2 separate regions of the Zea mays genome follow, and region 1 is linked to region 2. A link is a contact called in public Hi-C data. All regions are on one chromosome and are shown on one strand. The core of a region is the stretch at or near the end of the contact, and the rest is flanking DNA. Distances in the headings are between cores, read along the strand shown.

Region 1 (2,700 bases), core at 93-2,592, 610 kb after region 2:
CTCCTTTCTCCACTTCAGCATATCAGACCACATTTGCTTTGCCTTCTCGATATCAAACTTTCTTGCCTTGAGAAATCTTCATGATCCCAAACTTTCAGCAATGCTACCACACATGAAAATGCAATCATACAATCCTTTACTATATCACATACCTTAGCATCATGTGGTAGTCATCATGCTGCGATGGTAGCAGCTCTTCAAGTACAAGAAGCTGGCGGAAGGCATCCACAGCCTGCACCTCCTCAGGTTCACGCTCATCCAGAATCGAGATGGACATCACCTTGCTGCTCTTCCTCCCCCTCTTCATGGAATGCCTAAACTTCTGTGAGGCGCTCAAAGCCTTCTTTTTCAGAGCCGCGATCACGGCTTTCTTCTCGTCCTCTGTGTATTCCACATTGGATTTCCTCTTCTCGTCGTAGTGTCCATCTAAGGCTGCAGATATCATTTCTAGATAAGTCAATTCTGTGAAGTTTAATTTCGGGGACTGAATTTGACTTGCATGGATTATGCTAAATTGTCCATGATTATTGGGGAAAACAAAAATGTGTTGCCATAAGTGCAACGTTTCAATAAAAAAATCAGACATTACAGGAATATCACAAGTTTTTTTATGAGGGCAAAGAAAGAAAGAAAGTACTGTTGCAATATATTATCCATCTCAGTCAGCAAGAGAATGGTCATGTCATTTAATTATATGCATACTCACCAGAGCTTAGACGGTGTTCATGAGATCCTGATAGGACTTCTGCCATTATTGGGTTGCCTATCAGACCTGATAAAAGAAAGAAGAGGTCGTATTGAGTTCCATTCCATGCACCTACCAGGCTAATCGGAGAGGTTATGCTGATGGAAAAAGTGGACAATTCACTTACACTACTTGAATAAGTCTGAATAAAAACTTAAAAACATCATCGCCGTTGCATCGATCAAATGCTATGTTGGCACAGATGATCAATTTTGAAGAATAATGCGTTTAATATTTCAGTGTGGTGATAATGCACCAGATATAATCTGATTCAATGCCAAGTGGTAGGATCAAAAGCATTGATTTTTTAGGGTGGCTCTTTCTCTTTGTGTGCAGTTGAGACTAGATAAGTAGTGTGTTTTCTCCCTCGCATCGAGGAGATAATCTGTCGATACCTGACGATTAGCAATGATGGGATCAAAACCTAGAACGTGTGCATAGAACAGAGCACGAGAAGGAAGAACACGCAAGCGGCCTTGAGTGAGGCCAATGTACCAACAGAAACGCTCGTGATTCCCCATAGAACGGCTAGATCGGAACTGAGGGGCGCGCACGTACCTCCGAGAGGAGAGCCTTGAGGCGGAGAGGGGGGGCGGCGATGCTGGAGAGAAATGGCTTGGGGGCGGCGATGCTAAAGAAATAGAGGCGGGGGTGGTGGCGCGCTCGTCGCGGGGCGGAGTGCGCGGGGGCCCAAATGGTGAGAGGCGCGCACGATGGCCGCAGCTGGTAACGGAAGGATGCCATAAACGGCTCTTCTTCTTCGACCAGTTTGACTTTGGAGATGAAGGACCGTGGCGTGGACCGAGGACGGGAGGAGCTGGCTGTTGCCCGCGGTCGGTATGATCGCTGCCGTGTCACTCCCGGCGATCGGTGCCAGACCGCCAGCCACTGCAGCTGCGAGTGATTGGCCCGGCCGGTTGGCTGCCCTGCCGATCGGTTGATGCGGCTGTGTCGATGGTAGTGGGGTGAGCCCGGTCGGTATTGGTAAAGACCGACGCGATGGGTGTGAGCCATTATTACTCTGACGTAGAAATCTAAAGAAAACTGAATGTATTCTATAAACAGAGGATAATTATATTCATTCACACACTTTCGTCTTCAATTCACAAGTCTTCTTTATTCATAGTTTTCACTCTCTATTTCGATTCAGTTTCTTTGAAACCAACTATGAAACGTTCATAGACTTACTCAACGACTAATCTCTATAATGTATGGAGCCCTTGTCAATGTGGAGCAAGTATTTTTTAATGGTCTTTCTCTCGTCCATCATCAGGAGTTGCTATTTTTCCACTCTCAGTTTTGACTTTCTGTTATTATATCATCCCGTGTCTATGACTGGTGGGACCTTCTGTGTCTATGATTTGTGAACCGATGGCATACTAGCGAAGCCCACAAATGATAGTGCAAAATTGCTAATGGCTCCCATCATCAGTGAGAAGATGAGACTGCTCGTCTCCTATGGCCCTCTCTAATATACGATGCAACCTCTCTAAGTATCTTGTCCGATGTGGGGTATTTGATGCTTCACCAGACATGTTTAGTGCCTTATGAACCTCCCCAACATGTTGCACTCCTCTCTAAGTACCCTATCCAGCACCCCACAGAAAATGACAGTGAGTGGGATTTGGTGTGCACCTACATGTTCGTTATACCCAGTTACAGTATCCCTCCTTTGACACAATGCTCTCATATTTGGTGCTATATTCGGTGCATTACCAAACACATCTGGTGCTACCAAGCACCATGTTCTTTCTTTGTTTCTTCATGTGTCTTCATCTGGGCTCCTTCCTTCTTATGTCTTGGACAAAGCATGTTCTTGTATGTCTTCAATATGTCTTATAGTGTCTTGTTTGAGGTGTTGATTATCTATATCATCATTTTTCCTTTAGTCTAGGTTTACTTCTTATCCTTCGGAACTATATCTGTCATCACCTAGGGATGGCCATACCCCCGAC
Region 2 (2,700 bases), core at 189-2,688:
TGGGTATTATGTATTGGAAAATACACCGTACCATATTACCTTGGGACTATATACTATAGTAGTGAAGAAAATATTCCTGACAAAATACTTGTCGCACGTCATTTGACACAATTGATGAGTTCTGACATACCCTCTCCATCACTTTTTAAGTGGCGTATAATTTTTTGTGCTAGTCAAACTCTTTTCAATTTGTCTAGATTTATATAAACCATTGATAGTATTTATATCTTTAAATAAACATACTACAAAAAATATATTTCATAAAATACGATAAAGAATGTAAATAAATAATCAAAATATATAGTTTAATTACTAGTGGCCAACAACAGGTTAAGAGATGAGTAAATCACAAATTGCATAAGTCTCAGCCATCCAATCACAATATCCAGAACCAAGAGACAGACAGACATCAGTAGGCAAAGACATACACCCATAAAAGTGAGAGGAAACAAGGTATTAAAATTAAAGGATATCAAATTAAACAACAGTGGTGGTAACAGTGTAGCACCCCAAGCAAAGCAAATCCAGCGCATGCGTCAAACACCACATGCACGCACACACAAACACCGACGGAGGCAGTAGGTAGTGAGAAAAAAGCACACACACGGTACCAGCCTCTCTTCTCTCTTGCACACACTACTCACACACATTAAGCCCAATCCGATGCATCACTGATCTACCACCATCCGGCCCTGTCCATGGATGTATCCTCCTATCACCGTAGCTTAGTACGTAGTTTGATTAGCTTGCAGCAAGTGACATCAGGTTCTACAGCAACAAGGAACTAACTTAGACAACGGAAGAAGCTGCGTAGCCTGTTGGCACACGAGTCACCAGCAATGGCGCGCGGCCTGCCTACAGTTCAGAGCCAGAGCGCGCCGGCCTCCTTGAGAAGTGGGACGAGGGAGCCGTTGATATGCGCGGCCATGACCCGGTCCATGGCGCCGACCAGCTTCCCGCCGATGAAGACGACGGGGACGACGGGCGCGCCGGCGGGGCCGTAGCCGATGAGGCGGGCGAGGGCGTGCTCCAGCTCTCGTCCGCGCGGGTCCAGGTCCAGCTCGTGCACCGTCGGGTGCACGCCCATGCCGCAGAAGAGCCGCTTCACGGCGTGGCACATGCAGCAGCTGCTCACGCTGAACACCACCACCGCGCTCTCCGACGCCAGCCGCTCCACGCGCGCCACCGCGCTCTCCGCCATCATCGTCGTGGTCGCCGGCATGTACCACGCCTGCTCCGCCGCCGCGTACTGCATTGTCGCTCGCTACCGAAGGGGGGTGGGTCGCTTGCCGCTAAAGGCGAGCACACACAGACACAGTAGGTGTGAGAACTGAGAAGAGCTACTAGTCTGCTGGCTTGCTGGCCGTCCGGTTGCTAGCTGGAAGGAACCAAAGGCTGGCAATGAGCTGAGGAGGTGAGTGCTTGGAGTCTTGGTGAGTGATGAGCTAGCAGGATGTGAAAGATGCATATATATAGAGGAAAGGAGGGGGTGGTTTGGTAATTTAGGGGAGGCAGGGAAGGAAGGGTAAGCACTTCCAAGCCAATGAGGTCTTTTGGGGGTCCTAAGCGAATGCCAAATTTCCTCTCTTTCTTGTTTGCCACTAGTGCTTATTTTATTGTCCGATGTCTGATGATGTGATGATCTCAGACTAGCAGGAGCAGTAACTTGATACTGTAGTTAGTTGTAGTGACCACCAGTCACCGAGAAGTAATGATCTTCGGTTTGGCCGTAATAATTAGTTTATGTTGGATGTTGGGACATGCAAATAGAGAACATGGAGTCGTCCTAGCTTGGAAAGAAGTGAAACATCTCATGCCCTGTTTGGAACAAAGTTTTTGATAACAATAATTTTTGAAATACTGCTGTGTATTTTAGTAATGACGATAGCACAGTTTAAAATATTACAGTTTTAAAAATTAAGTTCTAAATCTAAGTTTAGAATACCTTTAAAATAACTATATCACTTGTAATACTTCAATTTTGAAAAACACCATTCTATATATAATATAATAATGTAGTATTTGAAAATACTACAGTATTTTTCTAAAATTGTGAAAAAACATCGTTCCCAAACACCCTCTCAGCTTCAGCGGAAACGTGTGAGGTTCCTCCTATGGAGCCATTGTGCGTTGAACTAGGATTTTATTCCTTTTTGGAGCAGATGACATGCACATATTCTTACTTCCCTAAGCTACAAATTTGTTATATGCTCGACCAACTTCATCAGACTCAGATGAATATGTATATTTTGTGACAAATTACAATGGAAATCGTTGTGAAAATGTCAAATTATACTCCATGCACGTATGTACAGATGCAAAAAGTCTCCTTTAGAATACAGGAATTTCATGATAATGATATAGGAATTTTATAGGAATTAGTTCAAAAACACAGAAAAAACGCAGCATTCAAGAAATTTTCCTTTGTTCCATAGGCTTTATTGTCTCGGAATTGAGTTCTTTTTTTTAGATGGTTTGATAATCCACGTCGGAAATTTTTTAAAAAAACTATTCCCAGCATCTGCAAAGATTTGTCCAACAGCACTGTTCCGCCAATCCCATTATGTCGTGCTGCATGGAGACAGGCAACTGGATGAATCGAACGCTAGGCTTTTCATGCCATTGCCGGAACACTGCAAGTGTATTACATCACGTAGATGTCCCTTTGTCCCCCCTCGCCTTTGCGGATGCCACTTTTCC

What was found. Hi-C and Micro-C count contacts between places; a contact is called where the count stands out from the background.
Region 1: a contact with region 2 is called in a Hi-C map of endosperm, with 3 times the contacts expected there. The contact joins the promoter of LOC100274086 here to the promoter of LOC100280766 in region 2. A contact is called at or near these places in 5 of 25 Hi-C or Micro-C datasets (bundle sheath, ear, endosperm and 2 more).

Annotation. Positions count from the first base shown.
Region 1 is chr5:168,898,283-168,900,982 of Zm-B73-REFERENCE-NAM-5.0, forward strand. LOC100274086 reads right to left here and starts at 1,343. Exons shown (of 15, transcript NM_001148465.1): 1 at 1,304-1,343; 2 at 707-772; 3 at 153-432; 4 at 1-76. The coding sequence starts at 752.
Region 2 is chr5:168,290,290-168,292,989 of Zm-B73-REFERENCE-NAM-5.0, forward strand. LOC100280766 (Grx_C8 - glutaredoxin subgroup III) reads right to left here and starts at 1,439. Exons shown (of 1, transcript NM_001153687.1): 1 at 455-1,439. The coding sequence starts at 1,255. The coding sequence ends at 863.